2 separate regions of the Astyanax mexicanus genome follow, and region 1 is linked to region 2. Evidence: chromatin contacts called from public Hi-C data. All regions are on one chromosome and are shown on one strand. Each heading gives the region's core, a stretch centred on a gene start, on an enhancer-like site or on the middle of the called end of the contact. The rest is flanking DNA. Distances are from core to core; before and after follow the strand shown.

Region 1 (6,946 bases), core at 1,642-4,141, 160 kb before region 2:
AAACAACTGATTTTTTAACAACCCCTTTTTTATACAATATAAAAATGTTTCTTATATGTACTTGGTGATATATAGTGATATAGGAAATGTAACCAATTCACCTATCACCATTATAATCATCAACAGTGTGTACATGCTGACTAGCAGGGAAATGTTTTTTTTCTGATAACACTTTTGTGTAAACAACAGGACATAGATGTGAAGGGAAAGAGGTTATTCTGACATTTGGACTAGAAAGCAACTCTGTCTGGGAGTAGAAGGGAGTTTCAGAAGGACGCAGTTGTATGAGGGAGTCCTATGTCCATGTGTGGTCAATGTTTTTTGATTAAGACTGAGTGAAGGATAAATAACTCTCTGGGAAGCTGTTAGAGTCCCAGAGCACCTTCAGAGCGTGATGACTTCATGAACTGATTGTGCTCTCACTACTTTCTTCAACAAAAACTTGTTACTCATTTGACACCACTCAGAACTTAATATTTGTTTTATTAATTGTCACAGGTATTTCCACCACAATATTCTTATTGCATCTCAGGCCTGCAAAACACCAGCAGATGACATGTCTCTCCAAACCATCACTGATTGTAGAAACTTCACACTAGACATCAAGCAGTTTGGTCTGTGTGTCTCTCCACTCTTCCTCCAGACTCTGGTTCCTTGATTTCCAAATGAAATGCAAAATTTTCCTGATGGTTTGGAGAGACATGTCATCTGCTGGTGTTGATCCACTGTGTTTTATTATCAAGTATAAAGTCAGTGCAGAGTTTTCCTGGAGAATCTTACAGCACTTCATGCTTCCCTCTGCTGACTTTTATAAAGATGCAGATTTCATTTTCCAGCAGGACTTGGCACATTGCCCACCCTGCCATAAGTAACAATTGGTCTTATATAATATTAAAATTTCCTAGGACACTGATTTTTGCGTTTTCATTGGCTGTAAGCAATAATCATCAACAATAAAATAAATAAACAATTAAAAAAGATCACTCTGTGTGTAATACATACATACATCTATACAAGTTTCACGTTTTGAACTGAATTACTGAAATACTGTTTTCATCATTTTCCATTCGGTCTCAACTGTAACATCAGCACTTCATTTACAATGCGAGTGTACAATAAAACAATTTTGTTTATTACTACAGGTGGAGAACCTGTCTTTATTGATAGATTAGAAATTGAATCCCCAATTCCCCATACAGCCCATACATTGTGGGGAGTCCAAAATAGCATAAACTCACACCATTTAGTCTCCCGATTTTAATGAGAGACAGAAGATTAAGGAACATGATAAATTATGCTAAATATGACTTAAGCTTGGCTTAACAATGTTGAAAACTTTTTTTATATATTATACTTTGACTTGAAAGAAACAATACTCTAGCATACACACTAAGAAAAGTAAGTACAGATTTGTACTTAAAAGAGTACAAAGCTTGTCGCTGGGGCTGTATCTTATATTGAGGTACCAAAAAGTACCTTTCAGAGAAAGTCCTTTTTTGTACCCATGGTGTTTGTGCCAGTAAAGATTATAAAGATTAAAAACATTATCATCAACTAAATATGGCTCAAAAACTTGATGATACAAAATTGTCTGGCTTTCAAATAAAAATGTGCAATTAAAATATATATTGTTTATTAGTACAGTGATACAGAATACTGAATATACCTTTTGGCTGGTTAAATGGTACAAATTTGTACTTATTGCTGTTAGAAACTACTTTGTACTTCAGAGGGAACACATTTGTTCCTGTAAAGACCAGTATTGTACCTTTGAGGGTACAATTATGAAGAGTGTACCTTTGAGTACTCATATCGTACCTCTGAGTGTAGAGTCAATCTTTTAGCCTTTTCTGGGTAAAACGTCAAATTCCCATCCACTTCCTATTATGTGTAGTCCAGCTTTATTATTTAGGTCATTATTGTGATTAAAATGGAACCTAGCAGAGAAAGCAACAAAAAAAGAACTGTAAAATAAAAAGTGGCCACATGGTGGCGATCAGGACTCACACTTACTCACAGTGCCTGAACGTGCGTCTGAACCTCCTGTGGAGATGGCGGTGTCTGCACACATTAAATCAAAGCACAGTAGTGAGATATTTTTCCTAGAAGAATTTACAGTTACAGATTTCTTAGAAGTCGCAAAGAGGCAACCGAGCTGTAACCTTGGTGGAGCAGACTGAAAAACGTCATGGTCATGATATTCAACAGTTATACTAATAAAATCTGAAAAAACATTATATTTGATGCATGGAAAAAAGACTCATTAGCTCAGAACTAGGCGATATGACTAAGTCTAACTCTTCTTGATAACTTAACGAACTAAATTAAAGTATCAGCGTTATTTATCGCAGAAAACACAGAGCACGCTGTATACCTAAACGGTCAATATCTGCACAATAGAGACAGTTACTACAGTGTTTTCCCGTGAAATCTTACAGCACTTTATGCTTCCCTCTGTTGCGGATTTCATTTTCCAGCAGGACTTGGCACACTCCCAAAAGTACCAATTGGTCTTATATAATATTCTAATTTTCTGAGATACTGATTTTTGGGGTTTCATTGGCTGAAAGCCATAATTATCAACAGTAAAACAAATAAACGCTTAAAATAGATCACTCTGTGTGTAATATTCACCTTTTCATATTGATTGCTACCTGCTCAGACGGCTGGACTGCAGGCATGTCAGATCGAGCATGGCCTTTTTATGATTGCCATCACCGGAATCACCAGACCCCTCCCCTCGCCCTGCACGCCCCGCCCCTGATAATTCATCACCGTACTAGATTCACTAGACTCCTCCCCTCTCCCAGCGTGCCCCGCCCCAGCCAGTGCGCCAGTTCACTACTGGCCCCGCCCTCACCAATTCATCACCCCGCCGGCGTCCACAGCACCAGCAATGTAAAATACAACCGGCTAATAATGACCTCAGCACGTTCTCCTTAACCACCTCAACACACACACACACACACACTCCCTCACACCACCAGAAAATGCCTCTAAACACCGGGTGAGTTTATTCTGGACGCTGGGGCCAGTGTGAAACTGCGAATCACACACACACACATTTTCTACTCAGACCACTTAAACACACACACACAGCCCCAGTAGTTTAGCTCAATCTCAGGCCTCGCACTGCCACCAATTCTCAATTCTCAGTGTGTGTGTGTTTTCTCCGCCCCCGCCCTCCTCTATCCCTGCACAGATGTTAACTCTTTCCTGTCAGGACATTCCCTCTCTATTCAGCAGCTAAATACTAGCAGGGAAGTGGACCGTACCACATTTTAAAGAAGCATTACAGGCTCAGATTAGCTTGTAAAGCTATTTGTTGTCATGCTGTGTGTTGTAGTATTCTCCACTCAATTCCTCAGCTAAACTTAAATTAATTCAGTTACCAAAGCTAAACTAAATCTTTAAGAAATCTGCGGAAATTCCGGTGCTGCTCAACCAGTTATTACAGCTAGCCTACTACCATAACTATCTACTACCAGTGTCCCAAATCACTTACCAGCGATGTCAGTAACACATTACTTAGCAATCAGATTAAAGTTATTTATTCAAAACACTGTGCATTATGTTTTTGTAATTTTCCCTAGTAAAAAGATATTGAGTGCTGCTCATACACTCACACAGAGAGCCCCCCTCTCTCTCCACCACACACACACACAGACCCTATGCTCTCTTGAGTTACTTTTTAAAAGGGTAATCAGTAATCAGATTACTTTTCAAAGTAACTATGCCATCACTAGCACTAATACTAACTATACTATGTAGTATAGATAACAGTCAACTCAAAAAGGTTGAGTATACACAAATAACCACAAAACATTGTGTATTTAATGTATTTCATTTATGTTTATGCAACAAATGTTTTAGTTCCAGTTAATAAAGCATCTTTAAAATAAGTGTAACTTTTTCAAAAATAAATGTAGCTTTTTTGGTTACTGGTTAAGTGGTTCTAAATGTACTTTAATTTAATAATGCATTAAAACATTTTTAATGTTTTAAAAATAAAAGCATTTTTAAATATATTTGGTTTCCATATATTTAATGCACTTTTTAAAAATGTGCTTGGTGTTAATTTATGTAGCGTTTCAGAACCGACCTCTGTATCTTTTAGTTTTACTGACAGTGTCTCTGTATCTCTCAGCTTGTCCAGAAATGCATGTGAAAAGAATGTCTGCAAGGTGCAGATTACCCACTCTGACTGAAGGGGGAGCCCAGAGGCAAGAAATACCAAATCTGACATATTGGTGCTTCAACACCTTTGTGTGGTTTGCACAAAACAGTTTTTAGTATATTAGTATCCGTTACTTGATAACTACATTAGCCTTCTTATGGTGAATTGTCTGTTTTATTTCTTTATACAACAGGAACCCAAGCCAGAACCCTCCTTTTCTGCTGGTTTATCAATTCAGCTATCATATGTCTATCTGTCTAACTCCCAGCTGTCATCCCTTGTACATCTTCTTTTATCTTTTATCTATCATTTTCCCTTCTTTACTTTTTTGTGACTGCCCCAACTTCATCAGATGCTCCGGACATCCAAAGATAAGAAACATGGTTTATCTTGGATAAACCTCCCCAAGCCTGTGTGTTGGTGAAAAACACACTTCGCAGCCAGACGGGCTTTGAAATGGGTCAGAACTTGAAAAGTTAAGGCCAGACGGTCCACTTTCATCTCCCAGATTGGGGTCTGTGCTCTATTGTTCCTAAACCCACACCTCCCCCTTTTCACTCTCTCTCTCTTTCTGTTTCTCTGTCTCTCTCCCTCTGTTTCTTTCTCTCCTTTTGCGGCCTCCTACCCACCCCCTCTGTTCTCCCTCTTTCTTTCTTTTTCTCCTGGCCTCTCCAGGCCTTAGCTGCAGGACCCAGATGAGGGGACGGATACCAACACCACCGTCTCTCCCAACCCCCAAACCCCTAAACCCCCAACCCCTTTCTCCTCACTTTCCCCTTTTTCCCTGTCTCTCTCTCTCTCTCTCTCTCTCTCTCTCTCTCTCTCTCTCTCTCTCTCACTTTCTTAGTTCATTCTCCAAGAGAGCTGTGGGAAGAGCAGGGAGAAAGAGAAAGCAGTGGTGACCCTCGAGCCTCAGTGGATGTGTGTGTATGTGTGTATATGTGTGTGTGTTAACACATCGGACCTCAAGGAGCTCATAGAAAGAGGGGCCAAAGAGAGAGGGGGGAGCATGAATGGTGCTGGAAGGGTCGAGAGAGCGAGAGAGCGGGTGGCAAATGAGGGCTGGAAGCCCAGTGAGGAGTGTGTGTGTGTTTATACGCCCAATTCTAGTATTCTAGTGTACATTTCAAGTATTGAAGAATTTGACTAATCAGCTAACTCTGTTACTATTAAAACAGGCAGAAATTAAAATAAAATAATTTCCTTCAGAAAGTAGATATTCTATGCTCTTTATAATAGAATAGCTCAAAAACTTTAAAGTGTACATCTGGGTGGAAGGAACAAGGGATAAAAAATACTTATATAATAACAGATGAGTGTTGGCCTCCAAACCATCACTGATTGTAGAAACTTCACACTAGACCTCAAGCAGTTTGGACTGAGTGTCTCTCCACTCTTCCTCCAGACTCTGCTCCCTTGATTTCCAAATAAAATGTCCTGATGGTCAGTGATGGTTTGAAAGAGACATGTCATCTGCTGGTGTTTTACTCGATTATATCAAGTCCAAAGTCATGTCAGTGTTTTCCTAGAAAATCTGAAAGCACTTCATGCTTCTCTCTGCTGTCAACTGTTATGGAGATGCGGATTTCATTTTCCAGCAGGTCTTGGCACACTGCCCACACTGCCAAAAGTATCAATTGGTCTTATATAATATTAAAATTTTCTGAGACAGTGATTTTTGGGTTTTCATTGGCTGTAAGTTATAATTTTCAACAATAAAAGGAATAAACTCTTAACATAGATCACTCTGTGTAATACACATATATGAGTTTCACATTTTCAACTGAATTACTGAAATAAAGTAATTTTTCAATGATATTCTACAGTACCAGTTAAAAGTTTTACCTTTTTTTAAATAAAATTTTATATTGTAAATATAAAATTGAAGATATCAAAGCTATACAAGAACACACTTCAAATCAACCGAATTTTTATATATTATATATATAAATGAGAAATGGCTGAAATAACAAAAAAAGATGCAGAGCTTTAAGAAATCAAATAATGCAAAGAAAACAAGTTCATATTCATATAGTGGAATAACCCTGGTTATAACTGTTTCCATGCATGTTCTCCTTCACCAGTCTTACACACTGCTTTTGGATAACTTTATGCCTGCGCTCCTGGTGCTAAAAATCAAGCAGTTCAGCTTGATTGGTTTGATGGCTTGTGATCATCCATCTTATTCTTAATTATATTCCAGAGGTTTTCAGTTTGGTAAAGGAGAAAGGAAAAGATAAAGAAAGAGAGAAGGGATGGAGAGATGGATGAAGGGAGGAGGGATGGAGAGGGGGGGTGGCCGCCTTGTTTGTAGCTTGTCAGCAATTGCCTGAGACAAGCCTCCCCCTGCATGTGTGAAAGCTACTTGGCGTGAATTGGCCGGAGCGTACCAAGTGCCGGAGAGCGGGAGGGGGGGACGGCCGGTAGAAAAACACACCGCGGCGGAGACAATAGGCCCCTCAAGTGTTCCCCCCGAAGTCGCTTTGATGTTGTCCTAGAGTCTCGAGGCTGAAGGGGACCGAGGATTGCAGGGGAAAGAGAAGCCTTTTGTGTGGATGTGTTGTGTGAGTGTGTGTGTACTCTTTCTCTCCTCCTCCTCTTTCTCCTGCTCCTTCCTCTTCGTCTCCTCCGGGCCGGCGCGCTGGACAAAGGGGAGGGGGACAAAAGCTCGCGGAGGAACGGCCGAGGAAACAAAACGATGAACGGAGCCCGAACCGTGCCGTGCGCGCGCGCGTTGGCTCGGGGGCGCGCGTGAACGAGGGAAGCGTG
Region 2 (6,673 bases), core at 326-2,825:
CACTTTTCTATATGGATCAAACTTTTAGACAGATTACAGAAAGTTGAGGCTAAAATGTTGTGCTAAAATCAGACTCTTCTTGGTGTGCAGGCTTGTCACACAACCGTATAGATACAAACATTTTCACTGGTGATTGCTGTATCTACTGTAGCTGTAAATTATCCAAGGGGAATCAGTTATGCTTATTGTACTGTATGCTGTGAGTGCCTGAGACTGGGAGACCGATTCTTGCTATTAATGGGAAGTATAGAGAGTCACAAGATACTTGGGGCAGAAACATGCCCTGTAAAACTTGCGGATTGCTGATTGGCTAGAGAGAATCAATCAGATAGAATTGAGAGTTGTAGAAAGCTGTGATTTTGAAAAAGTAAACCAGGTACTAGTTTACCAGAAGTTGAGTACAGTTCAGCAGTTTGGGGAACCTTTTAGTGGAAAGACACCTATAGAGAACTGCTGGTTAGACTTTTGAGTTAATTATTCCATAGCTTTCACCAACTATAAAAACTTAAATTAGTTAAATGTTGTAGATGTTGCTTTATGTTTGCATTATGTTCTCAACGGTTGGAAAGGATTTAGGGGTTTTGTATATTGCTTGTCTCAATTTAACTTTACAAGTCAGCTTGCATGCTTTCCCTTTTATGTTGAGTGAGGAATACACAGCTATTTGAATGGAGATTTTCTATTAAAATAAATATTTTTTATAATTCTTGGGTGTAGGAAACTGACTCTATGTCCAAATGTTTGTGGATGCTTCTTTTATGATTTAGACTTTTCTGCCATTTATATGCATTAAATGGGTCCTTCACCAGTATTGATTGAACTTGTTGGTTCGAAAAATAACTGAGTAGAAATAACGAAGTAAAAAAAAACTTTTTACCAGAGTGTAGTTTATGCTGTTTCTGATGTTTCATGTGTTTGTTATACTGGTATTTTGTTTTTGTATTATGTTTTGACCAATTTATTTTTAGTTACATGCTGCACTTTATTGAGCAGACTGAAAAACTTAGCTTTGAGTGGTGCTGAGGATTATGGTGCTGATTCATATCCTGTATGAAATCTAAGAGCAGAATTTGCTGTGCTGTCTCTATGATTGATTGGATATATGATGCTCTCGCTCCCCTGAGCACAGGCATCTGTTAGCTGATGTATCAGAGCTGCGTTGCTGCACTTTCCTCTGAGTGAGCTGGCTTTCCTGTGAGAGTTCAAAAAGAAGCAGTTTCGTGTCTTGGTCTTTGGGGGCATTGCTAGTGATGGATGGAGTTCTAATAAACAGGATAGGGTTATTTGACAATGGGGAAATGGGGTAAATATTAATAAATAATATGTTAACATTTTGTTTAACATATATATGCAAGAATCCTAGAGCATATCTTCATATGTGTAACAAAACAAACAATGTTCATTCTGTCTGACATAAATATATATATTTTTTCTAGAGTCTGTTTTCTCCTTTATCTCATTTTTATTTTAGGATGTGTCCACAGGTGTGTTCTGGCATTCTAAAGCCCCCCATAACATAAATGTCTGGAATGTCATTGGAGTCACATTTTCACCGTAGCTGGTTTTGTAGCGTTCGTACGTGCACATGTGCCTCTCCTGTCCTCAGGCGCTGCACTCAGGGCTGTAGTGCTGCATAAAGACATCCACACCCCCGTATGTCTCCTAGTGGAAACATCACAGTGTAGGTTTTGGGGGTAGGAAGAGCCAAGGAATATACCATCTCTCCTTCTGCGAGAGGGGGAGTCAGCTTTTTTTTTCCCCCCTCTTTCTTTTCCCTCAGTCTCGTGTTTGCCGTCTGAAGGACCCCTGCTGGTGGGTAATGCTTGTGCATAGAGATTATTTGCCATGAGACTGTGGCCATTTTAATTGAATGTGTTGAAAGTCTTTGAGCAAAATCGCTCAGGTATTAAAGACTGGAGACAAATACAGACTGTTTAGAATTTATATGGATTTATATGAAGAGTTAGGATTATGGAGAGTCCTGATTTGGCATGCGAAGCAAGACACAAGGCAACAGGGTCAGTTAGATTTAGATTAAAAAAGGTTTAAATGCAAAAAAATGACATACACAATCAAGCAAAGCATTATGATCTTGTTTCTGCTCTACTGAGAATATAGGAGACTTTGTAGTTATTTAATTATAGACGCTTGTATCTCTGAATACTTTGTATCTTTGTTACTATCCTCCACATGGTGGTCGAGTGTGTTGTGCTGGTATGAGTGGATCAGACACAGCAGTGCTGCTGAAGTTTTTAAACATCTTGTAGATAAAGTAAAGTCAGAGGCAGAATTTCTGAATCTGTTGCTGCACAGTTTGTGTTGGTCATTCTCTAGTTCTTCATCATTGGTCACAACACTGCCCACAGGCTGCTGTCAGTGGACTATTCTCAGTCTACAAAATGCTACTACAACCTAAAAAGTACTAATATATTCTCAGTGGAGATTATGATAAATTGAATAATGGGTGTTGAAACAAAGAGGTGGTCATAATTCCATGTTTGAGTGCTGTATGTGTGTAATACCTCTCCTATATACAGCTCCAGAAAAAAATACGAGACCACTTCAGTTTCTGAATCAGTTTCTCTGATTTTGCTATTTATAGGTATATGTTTGAGTAAAATGAACATTGTTGTTTTATTCTATTTATTACAGACATTTCTGCCAAATTCCAAATAAAAATATTGTCATTTGGAGCATATAATTAGCAGAAAATGAGAAATGGCTCAAATAACAAACAAAGATGCAGAGCTTTCAGACCTCAAATAATGCAAAGAAAACAACTTTATCATCGCTGTCCAATGAAAAACACTCTCCAAAACAGCAACTTTGCAGGAGAGAGAAAAAACCTTGTAAACTTTCAATGGAAGTCAATGTAAAGATTTTTATTTTATTTGGTAATGTGGTCTCTTATTTTTTTTCCAGAGCTGTGTATGTACCCAGTTACATTTCACTAAACATTTAATAACAGAAAAATGACAATTAACTGTAGTGTCAAAATATCAGATGGTGTGACCCATAACGCAAATATTTCATTTATTCATTTTTGATGGGTAAAATGTTAACTGCTGATTAAGTGAGCTTAAACTTTGTAAAGTTTCTGAATAGATCACTTACAAAATTATTTATTAAACCTGTTTACAAACACATATAAACAGAACTGACAATTTTACAGAAATCACATTAAAATAAATAGTGGATGCACCACAAAAAAAGTTGGCACAGCCAATTCATGTGGATGAAAAAATAAGTAAATTAGCAAAATATTTTTTAAAATTGCTCTGTTGAAAATGCTTATGTAATCAGCCTAGCAAAAACCTATATGAAATGATAGAAGGTCTTGCTTGAACGTATATTTATTGATTATATAGCAAATGTAGGCATCCACTTCCAGTTTGCCTTTTTGTGTTTGAGATCATGGTGTACCTGGGATGTCCTCCTTTGATATCTGTATTATCAGAGCCTGTATGATCATAGTCTGCTGTATCCAGGTTACAGTGAAGCTCAGTGTGTGCACAGTTTTTAGACAGATGGTACTGGCGAGGTAGTAGAAGAGCAAGGTCGCGTGCAGAGACAATAGGAGTTAAACTTCCTAGAGGTGGTACAATGCTCAGAAGAGCCACTTCACTGTGCTGCACAGTAAAAGACATCAAGACTGCATTCACACAGAAGGGAAAAGTCCAGTTTACTGGAAACAAGTGCAATTTTTTGGTCGTAGATATGTTAGCATTTGCTGTTCCAGGTTGGGGTGCTTTCATAGGTGGTGTTGATATTCAACTAGGGCTGTTACAGTACTAACAATACTATTGGCATTTTAAGACTTGTCATTTTTCATGAGGCTGTTGGTGGACTGCTCTCAGTCTACAATGTGCTACTACCAGATTGGAATTCATGTGAAGTTTACCTTGACATTTGCTGAGGGAAATGGACCGTGTTATATTAGCGAAAATGAAACTAAAACTTCATATTAAGGATTGCTCTTTTGCATGAATGTCAGTTAAAGACTGTAAACTTTTAAGACAAATGTCGAGTCTTGAAAATAGCATGTTTGGGCCACTTTTCCTGCATTGTGAGCTTAGCACCAGATCTTGACGTTGAGAATTTAAGCAGGGTAGAACTTTAACTTAAGCTTTACTGCAGTGTACAATATATAAACACTAAAGTTTATAAGTTTATAAACCTTTTAACTTAGTTTGCTTGACCCAAATTAATAACAGGCCTAAGCTTAAACCTTTTCATAGGTGTCTCACCATTGTTTCAGTTCCAAGTTCAGCCCAGGACTAGGCTTAATGCATGTCTAGGGAAGTGTCTAGCCAAATGTTTAATTGGTCCCTTAGGAAATACAAATAGTTTGAGTATGCAAGTACATCATTTCAGATAGCTGTCTGAAAAACTGAACGACTGAACCCTTGACCAGGGGTTGTTTATGACCTTTCCATGACCACAACTGCATGTTGTGTATGCTAAGGACAATGCTAATATTTCTCTCTCTCACGGTGTCTGTCTGTCTCTTTGCCCTGCAGAGCTGGGCAGTAGGGCAAAAAGGTTATGTGTTGCTGAACGGCGGCAGCCCTACAGTGGAGCCGATTGGTGTTCAGGGGGAGAGAGTGACGAGGACGACCCAGGATTCTTTAGTAAGTGACTGCCTCAGTATTAGAGCTTTGGAACTGTTTCGATTGTAAATATTTGAGAGGTTTTTCCATTCCACATTGTGCGTAACCTCTTTAGTTGGTTGTGCTTTACTCATTGTCCTCTTTCTTCTTTTCTCTCAGACTGTAACTCCAGTGACATCAAACCAGATCCAAGCTCCCTGGCAGGATCCACACCTACACACAACGCTGTTGGAGGGCAGAACACAGCATCAGAATTAGGCAGCAATCAGAAACCTGGGTCTAAGGTCGTTTACGTCTTCACGACGGAGATGGCAAACAAGTAAGACTTTATCCAGCTTCATCCAGTTGTTAGTGTGCCTATGATAAAACAAAAATGTCCAAAGGAGTCCATTTGTAAAGTACTGCAAGAAATTGTAATTCCTCATCTATTTCCTGCACTTTGCTCAAAATGAGGCTCTTCCCTTCCCCGGGTATAGCACTACTGCCTAGATCTGTGTTGAAAAGGGTGAGAAGTGTGAGCAGTTGACGTGGAAGCTGAGACTAGAGAAACCTTCAGATAACAATCAGCAGGATGCCAAATGTCAGTGACAAGACGTGTCAGTGACTCTGTCACGCATGCTGTGGCCATAAGGAGGGTCTCCCACTGAGCAGTGCGTCATTACGGGCTTGACATTACACAGGAAAGGCGATGAGTCTGGTGTCACAATATTGACTGGCTGTTTTTTTTTCTCCCTCTTCTCCATCTTTTCCTGCATGTTTTCAGTTATGAATAGAGCTGCACATTTAAGCGCACTGATATTTATACAGATTCAAGTGTAGTTTGCCAATTACCTCTGAAAATTGTTGGGTTGGGGAAAAAACGCCAAACCATTTATTAGAAATAGAAATTAAATGTGCTCAGTTTAGTGGAAATTTTGTCCTCAGGCGTTGTTTTAGTGCATCCGCAGCATCTACCAATATTCATGCATTCTCTTCTCTCTTTTCAGGGCAGCAGAAGCGGTGATAACAGGCCATGCAGAGAATATTATATCTTATCACATGAACAATATCTCCAACGGCAAGGGTGGCAAGCCACAACTTCCCCTGGTAAGTTGAAGAAAACTACTTCTAAGCAAAAACTATTAACAATTATTGCACATAAATCAGTCAAACTAATCTTTTCACTACATCTATTTCAGAACAATCAACTTGGACCCCATCAGAATGACCCTAAACAGCAGGGGGCATCATCCCAACAGCAGCCTTCATCTCATCCTTCTGACCAGAACCACCAAGCAGCCTCCAAAGCAACACAACCTGGCCAGCCGCAGCAGCAGCCTCCAGCTCAACCAGTACAACCTCAGCAGCCAGCCCAAGGGTCTAAACCAGCCAGCCTCCCTCAGGATGGCCCTCCATCAGGGGGCATGGACTCAAAGAGCCTCCCCAGTAATAGCCCCCAGGATGGTGCCGGATCACATGATGGTAGTAATCCTGCAGGGACGCCAGGCGGCCAGCTTCCCAACCAGCCTCCAAGTGCTGGCCCTCCGCAGGGCTTCCCTTCCCTTGACCTGCCCAAAGGAGCAGATGTTAAACTGACAGCCCAGCACCAGCAACAGTTAGCTCATGAGATCATGAGCATGGGGGACAACCCAGAGGGTCTTTCACAGGAGCAGTTAGAACACAGAGAGCGCTCTCTACAGACTTTGCGTGATATCCAACGAATGCTGTTCCCAGATGACAAAGAAATGGCAGCAATGGGCCAAGGGAACATGGTTGGACCTCCTCCCAATGCTGCCATGATGGAAGGTGGGCCCAAGAAACCTGAACAAGGGCCACTTCAGGCTATGATGGCTCAGTCCCAAAGTCTGGGAAAAACTGGTGGTCCAGGGGGTCCACGTCCAGATGGCCCTCCCTTTGGGCCACCTGGACCGAGGGACATGCCTTTCTCCCCTGATGACCTTGGGCCCCCTCCTCAAGGTCCAGGACCCATGAATTCGCATCCAGGACCTGGCGGAGAGCATGGTGACCACATGACACCAGAGCAGATCGCTTGGCTAAAGCTACAGCAGGAGTTCTATGAGGAG

The links. A called contact is a pair of places that touch in the nucleus more often than the background predicts.
Region 1: a contact with region 2 is called in a Hi-C map of muscle, with 20 times the contacts expected there. The contact joins two enhancer-like sites. A contact is called at or near these places in 2 of 3 Hi-C or Micro-C datasets (both in muscle).

What each region holds. Positions count from the first base shown.
Region 1 is chr21:25,696,291-25,703,236 of AstMex3_surface, reverse strand. It overlaps bcl9 (BCL9 transcription coactivator), which reads left to right and starts at 6,626. Exons shown (of 12, transcript XM_049470168.1): 1 at 6,626-6,946. Within about 2 kb of position 2,891, the one cell type or tissue checked has an H3K27ac peak away from gene starts, as active enhancers do.
Region 2 is chr21:25,539,898-25,546,570 of AstMex3_surface, reverse strand. It overlaps bcl9 (BCL9 transcription coactivator), which reads left to right. Exons shown (of 12, transcript XM_049470168.1): 7 at 4,521-4,631; 8 at 4,770-4,929; 9 at 5,597-5,696; 10 at 5,789-6,673. Among protein-coding and RNA genes, the nearest start is that of gja5b, 28 kb to the right of the region's middle. Within about 2 kb of position 1,575, the one cell type or tissue checked has an H3K27ac peak away from gene starts, as active enhancers do.